Regions from separate parts of the Sus scrofa genome. Here regions 1, 2, 4 and 5 are each linked to region 3. Evidence: chromatin contacts called from public Hi-C and HiChIP or PLAC-seq data. All regions are on one chromosome and are shown on one strand. The core of a region is the stretch at or near the end of the contact, and the rest is flanking DNA. Distances in the headings are between cores, read along the strand shown. Region 1 holds the start of HMGN1 (non-histone chromosomal protein HMG-14). Region 2 holds the start of BRWD1 (bromodomain and WD repeat-containing protein 1). Region 3 holds the start of ETS2 (protein C-ets-2). Region 4 has its middle 41 kb from the start of PSMG1. Region 5 holds the start of ERG (ERG, ETS transcription factor).

Region 1 (2,700 bases), core at 52-2,551, 480 kb before region 3:
GGACAGCAGGTGATTAGGCCTGAAGCAGGAGCTGCCCAGCCTATTTGAGGCTGGGAGGTGACACGGGGTAAGCAGTGGTGAAAGTCGTTTGAAGCGGGCCAGAGTGCAGAGATCTTTATAAACCACCCTTAAGAACTTTAGACTTTCTTCGGTGAGAAGGGAAGGCATTAGTTATTGATCAGGAGTTAAGAGACTGACTAGGGACTTTCAAAATCCACTTCTTGGGTAAAGAGCGGCCTCATTCTTTTCCGCAGTGGCTCATTATTCCACTAGGCGAAAGCGTCATAGCTTATCCGGGCGTCTCAAATGATGGACATTTGGTCTGTTTCCAATCTTTCTGACTCAAAAGTACTCCAGTGTTTCTTCCTCCCCAAGAATTAATTCCAGCTGACAATTTTCCGATTAAGAGCTTTTTTTACAGTAATCAATCTGCCCTTTTAAACATAATTTTCTTTTGGTTACTTGTGATCTCACTGGTTCCGAGGTTTCCAGCTCAGATCCCCAGCCAGAAGCTCTTTTTCTATCTCGGAAAGATGCTTAGGTGAGCAACTGGTTAAAACGGGCACGAGCTGGATGGCCCTACTCCGCACTTCACTTCTGTGCAGGAGGGACCGGCCGGCCCAGAGAGCGGTTTCGAGTCCTGGGGCCGGCAGCCTCCGGGACTCAGGAGCCCACTAGCCTCCTGAGACGAACCGCCAGCACCCCCAGCCCCTAAGGGAACGGATAACCTAAAAGAAACTGCACAGAAACAGCTGACCACGAGCAACCCAGCAGGGTAGCAGGGCCGCGACTCCAGGGACGTCGCAAAAACCCGCGCCTGCGCAGTGCAGCCCCGCGCCGACTTTCCTTCCCACGACCTCCCCTTCCGCGCCTGCGCACTAGAATCCGCCTCCTGCAGGCCAGCGAGGCTGAAGACCTATTAGCCTTTCTTACCAACTGAGGTGGAAGAAGTTGGTTCATATTTGAACGTGTTATCTCTTCCTTCCCAGTCTGTGAGACTAACTAAAACCCTTCCAACCCAATTCACCCTACAGGAAAGGGACTTGATCCCCGGGCTTTCTTGGCTCTGGCTGGCGCCCAGGTAGCCAGGGGGGTTGTGGGCGGGCTCACCCGGAGACCACGTGGCGGGCCTCAGCCAATCGGCGCTCAGACCGCACTTTGCGGCTCGGCTTCAAACAAACTACCGTGAGGCGAGGGCGGCCCGTGGGGCCCCGCCCCCTCGCCTGGGTCTGGGGCCCCGCGAGACGGCGGGCGGGGTGGGGGCGCCGAGAGCGGGGGCGGGGCGCAGTGGTCGAGTGACGGCCGGCCTCACCTATTCCGGGCGCTGGCCGCGGCACGGTGGGCCCCGCAGCCAATGGGCGTGGGTGGGGGCGGGGGGCGGCCCGGCTGGAGGGGAGGGGGAGCCTGCGGCCGGGGGATGCGGGGGGAGGAGGGGGCGGGCTCCCAATCCGGTTCCATCCGGTTCTCCCACCGCCCCCGCCGCGGGTCCCAGCAGCTCCGGCGGCGGGAGGAGCGGCAGCGGCCAGGCAGCCCAGATTCGCGAAGGCTCTCGGCGCGCCGCGGACCGCAGGCACCCGGCACGCGCCCGCGCCCTCGCCACGATGCCCAAGAGGAAGGTGAGCGGCGGCCGCGGCCCGCACACGCCCCCTCCGCCGCCCGGCCGCGGCGCCCAGCCAGGCAGGCCCAGGCCCCGCCGCGCCCTCGGCGGCGCTGGGCCCGGGAGGCGCCGCGGGCCGGCGGAGGGCGGGCGCGCACCGGCATGGGGCGCGCGGTTCCGGAACGTTCGGCGGCCCGCGGAGCCGGGTGGGAGATTCGAACGCGGCGGCGGGAAGCCGCTGACGTCACGCGGCCGGGTATTGTTCTCGCGGGCGCAGGGCGCGCGGGCACTTTTGTTTGCGGGCTGCGCCCACTCGCTGTCTGCTTCCTCCCGCAGGTCAGCTCCGCCGAGGGGGCGGCAAAGGAGGAGGTAAGAGCCCCCCGCCTGTCCCGGGGTGGGTTCGGTTCGCCCCGCGTCCCGTGCGTCTTACTCATTCTGCTTTTCTTTCCCGAAGCCCAAGAGGAGATCGGCGAGGTTGTCAGCTGTAAGTAAAGTGAGCCCCCTAACCTTCCTTTTCCGTGGGATCCTAGCGCGGGAAGAAACTCAGTGCTACCTTTGCCTTTCAGAAACCTGCTCCTGCAAAAGTGGAAGCGAAGCCAAAAAAGGCGGCAGGAAAGGTAGGTTTCCAACTTCAACCCTAAGAGACCGTGGTGTCTTCGAAATGCCGCGGTGCTACCTTAACGCACGTTGCCGGCGGCGGCCAAGACCTTGACTTTGAGTATCAAAATTGTCTACAGTTTGACGTCATAATCTCCTGGAAAGTCGGGATTTGACCACGTTTAGCACTGTGATTTAAGGTTTTTATAATATGAGTAAAGAACATTTTTCCGGCCTGGGTAAGATATGGTGGATGTAGTGATTATCCCGGTTAATGGAGATAGAATGTATCACAGTAATGCTGCTGCAGAATTTGGGAAACTTAAGACGGCCGCAAATACTGGGAGACTAACTTTGGCTTTCCAGGGAAATCCATTCTTTGTGTTGTGCTCCTTATGGCTAGCGCTTCTCTGTTCGTTGCACGCCTGTACTTCCTCTTGCGACCATAACAGCAAAGCTAGGCCTGAGGCCAGCAGAAGGGAATGTGTATGTGTCTGCGTGTAAGG
Region 2 (2,700 bases), core at 187-2,686, 430 kb before region 3:
CGACTGAGGCACTTGTTCCAACATGTTTGAATTGTTCCTTCATAAATATACAGAAAAACTTTGGCTATGTGGTGTAAATAATTAAAAACTGGCAGGTATATGGCGCTTATGTACCCTAAGAACACTTATTAACCCATTATGGTCCCCCTATGAAGTGGGCACACATACTATCTACAGCTTACAGGTGAGGAAAATAGAAGCTCAGAGGTTGTGACGTGCTCAAAGTCACACTTTCAGCGGGTAAAGGCCCAGGGTTAGTCCCAACCCAGAGTCTGATCTGAACCCAAATGTTTCATCTCTTGAAGCTCTGGAGGTTATCAGACTGCCTAGGAACTGGAATTACAACGTCTGCTCCATAGGGCCCGGTTTTGCTCCCTGCTGTGCTTTAGGGCTCAGAATAGGGCAAACCGGGTACGTTGGCCGAAGGAATGTGGTTAGATTAGAAGCCCGCCACGGGCATTAAGGGAATTTTGGGGGACCCTGGTCCACTGCTCCAACCTCAAGTCCTACGACTGTTTCCCAAGAGAATCCCACTTGCCCACGGCTCCCCGCGGGCGTCCCCCGAGAGGTGGCCGCTGCGTGTCTGCACTGCCCGCTTCCTCCCACCCTCCTCGCCCGGCTAGGTCGTCGCCGGCCCTGGGCTGCTCCCTCCTAGCCAGGTTTACATCCTCTGCGATGCACTGCGTTTTCTTTGACCCTTTCTCGGGGGCTGCGGGCTCCGGCAGGACTGCGGCTCTGTCCCACGGCTCTCCTTCCCCCGCATGCGGCAACCCGGCTCTGCCCTCCGAGCCAGAGAGTCAGCGTCCGCGGACCCCTGGCCTCCCCATCCCGCGGCGTTCCTCACTCCTCCTCCCCTCCCGGCGGAAAGCTTCTCGGCCCGGCGTTCTCATCTGGGTGGCACGATCTCGGTTTTAAGGGTGTTCCGTCCTCGAAGCGAACCATCTTTCCCGGGGGGCAGACACACTGGCCCCGGATGAGCGTCCGTGAGTGTCCCTTCCGAGAGCCCGAAGCGGGCGACCCCGCCGCACCCGCTGCGGGTCCTGGGCCCCTGACGTCCCGGATGGAGACGCTGGGTTCCGGCCGGGGGAGCGAGGACCTGTCCCCGTCCCTGCCCCCACCGCGGCCCCCGCCCGACCTCCGCCCCCGGCGCCCGCCCCGCCGCGCAGCCGGGCCGCCGCCTCACAATGGCCGGGAGCCGCTTCACCGCGCGCAGGGATCCCGGCCACGCGCGCGCCCCTCCCCCACCGGCCGCCCGAGCCGGGCCCGGCCCCCAGCGCACACAGTGTCCTCTCTGCGCCCCCCGAGGGAGAGGAGAGGGAGGCGAGGCTCGCCCTTCCTGGCGGGGTCGGACCGTCGTTCGTCCGGTGGCACGGGCGGCGCCCACAGAGGGACTACTTTCTCTCCCCTGGAGGCACTACTTCGCGGAGGCGTCGGCGCTGGCGGCGCGCACGGCATGGCGGCGGCGGCGGCGGCGGCAGCGGCGGCGCGCCTGAGGTAGAGGAACGCCGGCCCGGTCAGGCCTCGGCGCGGCCTACACGCTTCGCTCGCCCGCTCCCGCCCCGGCCCCGCGCCCGGCCATGGCGGAGCCCTCGCCCGCCCGACGCCCGGTGCCCCTCATCGAGTCGGGTAAGACGCGCCGCCCGCGCCCTCCCCGCGGCGCCCCCGCCCCGGCCCCCTCCCCGCCACCCTCCCGCCCGCGCCTGACCCGACTCCCCGTCTCCCCGCAGAGCTGTACTTCCTCATCGCCCGGTACCTATCGGCCGGCCCGTGTCGGAGAGCCGCCCAGGTGAGTGCGGGCCCGCGGGCGGCGGCGGCCGCGCCCCGGGGGTCCCGGCCCCGCCGCCGCCTGGGGTCTCGGGAGGAGGGCGCCGGGCGGACCGGGGTGCGGCCCCCGCCCCCCTAACTGCGCGTCTCGTCGGCTGCAGGTGCTGGTGCAGGAGCTGGAGCAGTACCAGGTCTGTGCTTCGCGGCCTCGCCCACGCCCGTCCCGCCGCGTCCCCTGCGTCCCCTCCCGGCCCTGCCTGGGGCCGCTCGTCCGGCTCCCCGCCCCGCGTCCCCGCCGCCCCCCACCCCGTTGCGCCCCGCCACCCCCCGCTCGGTGGTCACTCGTGTGCATCTTGGGTCTTTGCAGCTGCTGCCGAAGAGGTTGGATTGGGAGGGCAACGAGCACAACAGGAGCTACGAGGAATTGGTGAGACTTTTGACATTTCCATCCCGGTGTTTCCGAGCACCCGCCCCCCGCCCCCTTTTCGGGGCTCCCGCCGGAGGGGCGAAGTGACCGAGCCGCGCGCGGAGGGGGCGGCCAGGCGGCCGAGGCATCCCTGGGACAGCGGGACCGCCTCCCGTAGGCTTTGTTTTGCTTTGGGGAGGCCGGGTTTGTTTGGGTAGGAAACGGCCCTGGGGGGCGGCCGGGTGGAGGTGGGGGCGACCTGCGCCGCGGTTTGTGGCGGGGTGGGTCCCCAGGTGCGGCTGCCTATGGTGAGAGCCGGGGGCTCGCCAGCCATTCAGCGAGCTGCTCTCAGCCGTGTTTGTCCTGAACCCGACTTGTAACTCGACCTTTGATTGGTCTTCCTCCTTTTGCCCCGCCCAGATCTTCCAACCACTTGTTCCCTAGGAATAGAAGCGTTGGTGTTTGAAAGGTGGAGGAAGGTTCCTCTCTAGCTTTTGGTTTATTTTGTTTTTTTCTTTTTTCCTCCGCGG
Region 3 (2,700 bases), core at 62-2,561:
ATTTCTCTCTCTGATCGGCGGTGGTGTGGGCAGGCACAGGGCGCACAGGCGCTTCCACTGTGCGGAACAAACATCATCTCTCAGTGGTAAATTAAAATAAATTACCTCTCAATCCAAAGGGGGGACTGGCTCACTTCTTTACTTTCTAAATAAGTCGCACGTCAACTACTATTTTAGGATACCCTATAATTGAATACAGGATAATATAAAAAAATCTCTTGTGCTTTAAAAAACACACACGCACAATCGCTGTTACCTCTTCATCTAAAATGCTGTAAGAACCGGGAAAGGCAGCTTGGCGCACCTACATCCCCACTTCCGACTGGCTCCCCAGGTTCGCCTAGCAGGACCGAGGGCCCGAGATATAGAGGACCTGGGGCGCCCACGGGGGTCTCGCTCGAGCGCCAGGACCCTCCCGGCGCCTCCCTCGCCCGCCGCCCCGGCCGGGCCCTGGACGTGGCGGAGCAGGTGACCGGGGGGTTGGGATCCGCCTGTTTTCGGGGATCCGTAGCTTCCAAGGTGTTTCATGCGCCCCTAGACCCCGATCTGCCCGGGCCCGGCGCCCTCCAGTAAGTCACCCACAAACCCGGGCGCGCCGGGGCCCCTCCGACACCCTCTCCGGCGTCCCCCAGCCCCTTCGCGATATCAGGTCTCCCAGGCGCCCACTGGCAAGGGCCCCCCACCACGCCCGCGTTTCCTTTTAAGACAAAAGCAAGTGAAACAAGTCGGCGCGCCCCGCCCGCCCCAGCCGGCTCGGCGACCCCAGAACCGCGGCCCAAGTTCGCAGCCGGCTCCGCGCGTCATCGCCGGGCCCACTCCGCGCCCCACTTGCCGCCCCCAAAGCCACTGGGCCATCCATACCACGAGCTGAGCGGATCGGATCTCAGAAGCGCGACCCCTGGATCCTAGGAATAGCCGCCACCCCTCCGGGACCCCGGCTGCGCCCTGGGATCCGGCTCTCCGCGCCACCCACGTCCTCCACGCCGTTTCTGGATCCCTCGGCAGAGGAACCGGGGCCCGGAGGGCGCTCCCCGCCGGACCTGCCGGACCCTGGCCGCCCACCCGGCCCGACCCTGCTCTTACCGCGCCGCTTCGGGCAGGGCGGCCGGCGACTCGGGGCCCGGACTCCTCGGTGCGCGCCGGGGAGGGCGCGGGCGGCGGGGCCGGGACGCGGGGAGGGCGCTCGGCAGGCCTGAGCCGGCAGGGAGCGGCGGGCGGCGGGCTCCGGGAGCTCAGGGCTGGGGCGATACCGCGCTCCGCGCCGCCGCTGGAGGAAGTAACTGGCCGGTCCCCTTCGCTGCGCGCTCTTCAGGAGCCGGGGGAGGACGGAGGAGGGAGGGGAGGCGACCGCGGGGAGGGGAGGAGGGGGGCGGGGGAGGGGAAAGGCGAGAGGGGAGGGGAGAGGGGAGGAGATCGGGAGGGGAGGGGTGGGGGTGGAGAAGGGAGCAAAGTCGCGAGAGGGCGGGAGCAGGGGAGGGGGGAAGCCGAGGGGAGGGGAGCGGAGTGGAGGCGGGGGGAGGAGAAGAGCAGGGGGCGGAGCCAGTCCTTCCAAGCCCGGCCTCGCTCGGCGCCCGCTGTCACTGGGCTCTGTCCCTTGCCTGCGGTTCGGGGGGCCGTGGTGGGCCGGGGACCCCGAGGACTCGAGCCCTGTGTGTGTCCCGGGAGCTCAGAAGGAGAGTCTTTCTTTGGTTTCTTCCGCTGGTGCGGAGACTTTAACACCAAAACCTGTCCTGGCAGGACTGGAGCAGTGCTGGTGCCACCGAGCGGCCACAGGGCTTGGGTCATAAGGGACTATTTCTGGCCCAATTCTTGGACCTCTTCGTGGACTTCTGACTCTTCTGTCCTGAAAAGACACTAAAAGACATGATAGACGTACAAGGTGGGCCCTTTTCTGGGTCACAGAGCGCCCCTCTGCTCCGGGAAGCCCTGTTCCTACCGCCTCCGAGGAAGTGGCGCCCCCTAGAGTTGAGCGGTGTCTTAGTAGGAACCAGCCTTTGAAAGAGCTTCCCTGGGCTCATTCTCAGGATAATTGTCCTCACATTAAACATGAGGGAATGGGCCCTTTGGGTAAATAACTTGCCGAGTCATAGGACGTGTGAGTGGGAAATTCAGGGTTGAAACTCCAGGCTATCTGACTTCCAACTATGGTCAAAACCGTCACCCTTCCCCCCCAGAGTTTCCATTTTTAGCAGGAGATACTTGAGTCCATGGCTAGAAATGCACACATTTCCTATTCAGATTCCGGTCACATTCTCAGTATTTATTTATCTATTTATTTATTTGTCTTTTCTCTCTTTTTCACGGCACCGGCGGCATATGGAGATTCCCAGGCTAGGGGTCCAATCGGAGCTGTAGCTGCCAGCCTATGCCAGGGCCACAGCAACACTGGATCCGAGCCGTGTCTATGACCTACACCACAGCTCAGGGCAATGCCGGATCCTCAACCCACTGATCGAGGTCAGGGATGGAACCTGCGCCCTCATGGATGCCAGTCAGGTTCGTTAACTGCTGAGCCACGACGGGAACTCCTTGGAGAAATATTTAGATGCCCAGGGGTGGATAGAAAATACAATAGCTCAGCTTAGGCAAGGCCAGGGACTGCAGTGCTGTGAAGGGAGAGAGGAGCAGCCTCCCTTCTCTGTTACCAAGGTTCCCGGTTTCCATGGCAACCCTAACTCCGGAGTCATCTGGATAATTGAG
Region 4 (2,700 bases), core at 56-2,555, 270 kb before region 3:
ACTTTCTCTTTCTTTCTTCTTTTCTTTGTCTTTTTTTTTAGGGCTGCACCCACGGTATATGGAAGTACCCAGGCTAGTGGGGGAATCAGAGCTGCAGCTGCCAGCCTACACCACAGCCACAGCAACGCAGGATCCAAGCCACGTCTGCAACCTCAAGGCAACGCTGGATCTTTAACTGACTGAGGGAGGCCAGCGATTGAACCTGCATCCTCGTGGAAACTAGTTGGGTTTGTAACCTGCTGAGCCACAATGGGAAGTCCTGGGTTACATTTTTTGATGACTAAGGACCTTTGGCATTTTTCCGAATGTTTTACTTAATTGGAAAAAAATTAAATACGCGCGCGCGCGCGCGTGTGTGTGTGTATGTGAGAAGAGGGAGTGGAATACATAGAAGGGTGGAACCACAAAACCCCAGGGCCGGCCCCAGCCCGAGTCCTCAGCAACGTGGCGCCTTTCTTGGGCTTCTCAGGCCCCCACCCTTCACGATGCCAGGAGCTGGGGTCGCCTTTCTGTCGCCAAGCTGGGAAACAGTGCAGCAGAAAGCCTCTAGATGGCGCTGAATCCCGGAGGTTTAGATGTCAAGGCCCTTTCTATAGGGTCCAAGGCAGCATCCCGACCCGACTTTGACCTGCTTTGCAAGCTGAGCCCTGCCTGGCACCTGGGTTCAGAGATGCTGTGGGAGGTGTGCACGCACACGTGTCTGTGTGTGTGTGTTTCCTGTGTGTGTGTAGGGTGTGTGCGTGGGGTGCGTGTGGTGTGTGTGTGTGTGTGTGTGTGCCGTGGGTGTTGGGGAGGGTGTGTATGCTGTGTTGTGTGTGCTGTGTGTGTGTGTGTGTGTGGGGGGTGCTGGGGTTGGGGGGAAGGGGAGGGCATCCCGTATTCCAGAAGGAGAGTGGGTTCTTGCTGGGTCAGGAAGTGGTGCCAGAATCTCTTAGGAGACAGTTCCCCCGAAGGACACAGGTACGCAAATGACTTCAAGTTCAAAACTCAAAAGGCACAAAGAGACTCAGAGTAAAGCAAGCGTCCCTTCCACTCTGTCCCCAGCCTCTGCTTGTCCCTCTTCTGCAGTGGAAATAAACACAGTGAAACAAAGGTATGTAACGTGTGTGTCTGTGCGCCCGCGGGGGTCTTGCCTGGAACCCCAGGAGCATCTCTTGCCGCCTGGGCGCCCGCTGGGTCTGCAGCCCTCACCCGGCGGATGGTTTCCTGCCGCCACGAGGGGTGGGGAGGCTCTAGCCGCTGAGGTTCCCCCCACACATAGGCACACACGTTGCTTTCCTTCGAGTTCCTTCCAAGGTTGGCTATTTACAGATGTGGGCGTGGTCCCTCCAAAAGGGCCTCCCCTTCCCTTTGAAAATGGAAATCGCGCTTCTTAGCATTGTTCCTTTTGCCTTGGCGGATGCTTTCTCAAATGGAAAAATACCATAAATATACTCAGGAAAAAAGTCATATCTTGCTCCCCAATTATTTGAGGGACAAAAGGTCAGATTTCTTAAATTGGAGTCTGCAGTTTCACCTTTTCCCGCCTCAGTCGTTTCCCAGGCGGGCAGGTGCTGGGACCTGCGCGGGCCACCCCGACCAGCCTGGGTCTAGACTCCCAGCTGCGGGTGCCCGGCTGCCTCCAGCTGGACGCGCTCTCCTGGAACACAGATCTGAGCGTGTGCATGTGCAGGTGTATGTGAGAGAGGTCTGGTTCCTTTTTGGGGGGTAATTTTGGGGAAAGCAATCATTACCAGTTAGGGTGGAAAATAAGCTCCCTTTCTTCTTGACGGTGAGACTGAGGGATGCTGGCTGAACCCTCCGTGTCTTTCTTAGATGTTCAGCGCCACTTTGGCTGTGCGTGTGGGCGAGTCTTCTAGTTCTCTGATGACTTTAATTTTGGCAGATGGGCTGGGGTGCACGGAGAAATGTCCACGTGTGCTCCATGTGCCAGAAACGAGTTGGCTCTGTTTCCTTAAATTGGAATACCTGAGCGTGTTCAAAGATGGTTCTTTGCATCCACAGTGAGACCTGTGCCAGGGCTGGGGTGGGGCTTGCACCCCAGACCTCCTCCAGCGGGACCAGTGGCCCCTGGTGGCCTCTTGGGGTGTGACTTTTGAGTATAGTACTGATGATATGGGATCTGAGGCTCTCCCCTGCCCTTCAAACCCAGTGCTGGCATCAAAGCAAGGGGTGAACCGCTTCTGGGGGAGGGTCTGCCGAGCTGGGAGAGGGGCTTGGGTCTGAGTGCCTCTGCTCCAGAGTGACTCTTCTTTAAAGATGCCCTCAGTGGCTTCTTTAAACCGGGGGATGGTGGGGAGTTGTGGCTCGGCAGGTTACCAACCCGACTAGGATCTATGAGGAGGAGGATTTGATCCCTGGCCTTTGCTCAGTGGGTTAAGGATCCGGTATTTCCGTGAGCTGTGGTGTAGGTCGCAGACACGGCTGGGATCTGGCGTTGCTGTGTCTGTGGTGTCTGCCGGCGGCTACAGCTCTGATTCCACGCCTAGCCTGGGAACTTCTATGTGCCGTGGGTGCAGCCCTAAAAATAAAAATAGAAAATAAAATACAATAAGATGCCCTTGGCATCATTGTGCACCCCCCCTCGCCCCCCGTCATGTTCCTTCCCTGCCCTGCTAGTGTGTGGCGGTGGGTGGCAGGACCCAGAGACATGGCCAGTGCCAGGAGCCACACAGCAACAGCTTCTCTCTCCTCCCAGAT
Region 5 (2,700 bases), core at 177-2,676, 340 kb after region 3:
TTCTTTCTTAATTCCACTTTCTTTCTTTCTTTCTCTTTTATTTCTTTTTATCTCTTTATTTTCTTCCTTCCTTCCTTTCTCTTTCTTTCTCTTTCTTTTTCTTTCTCTTTCTTCTCTTTTTCTCTTTCCCTCTTTCTCTTCTCCTCCTCCTCCCCGTCCTCCTCTTCATCTTTCCTCCTTCTGTCCTAATACAAGAGGGAAATCATGGGATCAGTAAAAGATACAGAACCTTGGGCTCCTTCCTAGAGCTCTGACGTGGGCAGGCGTGAAATCGATTCCCTGACTGTCCTGCCTCTGAAACCGGGAGGAGCTGGATGACTCAGGGTTTGGTCTATTGTGTTCTGCGGGTCCCCTTTGGAGACCACACCTCTTCACTGGCCCAGCTTTCGTGTAGCTAAATTCAAAGCAAAATGTTGTTTCTTCCAGAGAACAAGTAATTTCCTGAAAATGAGTAATTAAAAGGCCTGCCATCCTCTCAGGAATGTTCAGGCCTCCATGAGCTGCATTTCCTCCGTCCGAGGGGCAAACAGACGTGTGGCCCTGAACTTAACGGCTCAGATTTTAAAACACTGAACTGGAGGATGTGGCATCTCTGTGTAGCCAGGAGTTCTGTTGGGGTCCGTCTGGAACATGGACCTTTGTCAGAGGGGGGCCAGCTCGCTGCCATTAGAACGTGTTTGTGTCACTTCGAGTCTTGGGATTTTCAACGGATATTTGAAAACAAGGATTCGACAGGTTTATTCTCCCCTTTCCTTCTAGTTCCTTGCATTCTAGAGTCTGTGCATTTTCTCCTGGCTTTTGTGGACCCAGGAGCAACTACCTGTGTTGCAAGGAGAAAATGAAACTGCTCTGGAACACTCGCTGGAGGTGGTGAAGGGATAAACGTCCTCAAAAATCCGCAGGCGAATGGCGGCGACTAAGCGGGGTCCCCCCTGAACATGAACTAAGTACCGCCTGCAAAGTTTCCTTTTAAGAGAAGAGAAGCCGGGAGTGGGATGGGGGGTGTGGGGGGCTCAAGTCCCGGGTCCCAGGCGTGTGGCGGGTCTTCTGGCGAGACACAGGCGAGAGGGCCCGTCTGTCACCCGGCTGCAGGGTGCCCTCCACGCCCAGGGCAGAGGTGCTCGCCGCCCACGCGAAGCCACACCGAGTCCCGCCACATCTCACATCTGCATCCTGCCTGGGGTGGCGTGTCACACGGCGGCACACCGGGTCACACCTGCTGTGGCCATCCCGGGCCCAGGCAATTGATGTCTTTTTTTTTTTTTTTTAATTAAAAAAAAAAATCTCCTGGCTGCATATCATCAAGAAAAACAACATTGTTTTCGGGGCCTCTTATCTCTCCACTCCCAAATATCCTGTTTCTTCGGGCTGGGCCGCCAGGACCAATAGAAACCTCTTCCTGCCATTGGCTGACTTCATTTCCCAGACTTAGCACAATCTCATCCGCTCTAAACAACCTCATCAAAACTACTTTCTGGTCAGAGAGAAGCAATAATTATCATTAACATTTATTAACGATCAATAAACTTGATCGCATTATGGCCAGCACTATTAAGGTAAGGAGAGGGTTCCTTTTCATTTGACAAAATCTCGTGCTTGTTACCCTTTTCTTTGGTTTCCTTTATCAAGGCAGATAAGTCAGGGTTGGGCAACACCCCCACTGCCACAATAGAGGACAACAAGATTTCCTTTGCACTGCCTAGTAAATTTCCTTTTTCCTACTCCAACCATCCGCAAGGCTTAAAAACTTCAAACTCGGAAAAAAATTGGGGTTTCTAAATTCCCTGTTGAGGGCTGTGGATGACTTTTGCAAAAGCTGTACAGGGCGCGTCTGAATTTTCATTTTCTTTACCTGTCTCGAGCGGGGCCGCGCGCGTGTCCGCTGGAAGGGAGTGGACTCGGAGCGGCTGGAGGGCCGGGTCCGAGGCAGAGCTGGGCTTGGAGATGCTGCCCTGGCGCACGTTCTCGAAGGCCTCCCTTAGCTTCAGGGGGGTCCGCCGGGTCCCGGTGGACGCGAAGAAAGATGCTGGGCAAGTGGCCGTCGGTCGTGGCACATGCCAGTGTTGACTTGGATTTTTTTTTTTTTTGGAACCTGCATGCCGAGAGCGGAGGGTTCGCGTATAACCCAGATGGTGGTGATTCGGTGTGTTCGGTTCTGTATTTCTGTTTAATAAAGTCCCTTCTCCTCGGTGCACTGTGAGTAGACTTTCTTCCTCGCGGTGGTGACGGCTGCTTGGTGGGAACCGGGAAGCAGTGGCTGGCAGGTGCTCTGTGCTCTGGGGTCTGTGGTCCGATGTGATGTTTTTCTCACAAATGTTTCTGGTAAATAACATGGCGAGACTCAGGTGGAGGTGAATCCAGGTAGGTAGAAATGTAAACACGGCCTGATTCCTGAAAGTGAAGCCGACTTGATGATTCCTGTAACTCGGTGGCATGGGATCCATGAAGGGGTCTGTTACCATATTTTTCAAGGCCCCCGTGCCTTGGTGACCTTTGGAGAAAATGCGAAAAAGGCAGCAGCAGAAACAGATCCTGAAAAGAGGATAAAGGAGGGTTTTATTGGTGGCGTGCCTAGAGTGTGGCTGCGTGTAGGTGAGAGGCATTTGATTGTGGTTTCATCAAGGGCTTCTGTTAATTAGAAAGCTCAGGAATATGAGGTTTGTCCGGAATGGGGCCAAAACAATTTCAGAAATCCTCCTT

The links. Hi-C and Micro-C count contacts between places; a contact is called where the count stands out from the background. HiChIP or PLAC-seq counts read pairs in DNA pulled down with a chosen protein or histone mark.
Region 1: an H3K27ac HiChIP or PLAC-seq map of alveolar macrophages shows a contact between it and region 3. The contact joins the promoter of HMGN1 here to the promoter of ETS2 in region 3. A contact is called at or near these places in 1 of 47 Hi-C or Micro-C datasets (heart right ventricle) and 1 of 2 datasets of contacts at active chromatin or transcription factors (alveolar macrophages).
Region 2: an H3K27ac HiChIP or PLAC-seq map of alveolar macrophages shows a contact between it and region 3. The contact joins the promoter of BRWD1 here to the promoter of ETS2 in region 3. A contact is called at or near these places in 1 of 47 Hi-C or Micro-C datasets (heart right ventricle) and 1 of 2 datasets of contacts at active chromatin or transcription factors (alveolar macrophages).
Region 4: an H3K27ac HiChIP or PLAC-seq map of alveolar macrophages shows a contact between it and region 3, with 10 times the contacts expected there. The contact joins the enhancer-like site here to the promoter of ETS2 in region 3. A contact is called at or near these places in 4 of 5 promoter capture datasets (fetal liver, fetal skeletal muscle, liver and 1 more), 22 of 47 Hi-C or Micro-C datasets (alveolar macrophages, blood, brain and 11 more) and 2 of 2 datasets of contacts at active chromatin or transcription factors (alveolar macrophages and skeletal muscle).
Region 5: a contact with region 3 is called in a Hi-C map of retroperitoneal adipose tissue, with 2.0 times the contacts expected there. The contact joins the promoter of ERG here to the promoter of ETS2 in region 3. A contact is called at or near these places in 4 of 47 Hi-C or Micro-C datasets (embryonic fibroblasts, mesenteric adipose tissue, retroperitoneal adipose tissue and 1 more) and 1 of 2 datasets of contacts at active chromatin or transcription factors (skeletal muscle).

Annotation. Positions count from the first base shown.
Region 1 is chr13:202,942,097-202,944,796 of Sscrofa11.1, reverse strand. HMGN1 (non-histone chromosomal protein HMG-14) reads left to right here and starts at 1,301. Exons shown (of 7, transcript XM_021070990.1): 1 at 1,301-1,338; 2 at 1,496-1,616; 3 at 1,934-1,966; 4 at 2,052-2,081; 5 at 2,164-2,214. The coding sequence starts at 1,602.
Region 2 is chr13:202,895,281-202,897,980 of Sscrofa11.1, reverse strand. It overlaps BRWD1 (bromodomain and WD repeat-containing protein 1), which reads left to right and starts at 1,436. Exons shown (of 42, transcript XM_021070988.1): 1 at 1,436-1,626; 2 at 1,728-1,786; 3 at 1,926-1,955; 4 at 2,132-2,191. The coding sequence starts at 1,578.
Region 3 is chr13:202,462,952-202,465,651 of Sscrofa11.1, reverse strand. It overlaps ETS2 (protein C-ets-2), which reads right to left and starts at 1,311. Exons shown (of 10, transcript XM_021070986.1): 1 at 1,084-1,311.
Region 4 is chr13:202,733,211-202,735,910 of Sscrofa11.1, reverse strand. No RefSeq gene overlaps it. Among named protein-coding and RNA genes, the nearest start is that of PSMG1, 41 kb to the left of the region's middle. Within about 2 kb of position 1,305, at least 28 of the 83 cell types and tissues checked have an H3K27ac peak or open chromatin away from gene starts, as enhancers often do. A contact at or near this core is called in alveolar macrophages, embryonic fibroblasts, liver and 3 more, where this site is marked.
Region 5 is chr13:202,128,062-202,130,761 of Sscrofa11.1, reverse strand. ERG (ERG, ETS transcription factor) reads left to right here and starts at 1,426. Exons shown (of 10, transcript NM_001244456.1): 1 at 1,426-1,556. The coding sequence starts at 1,539.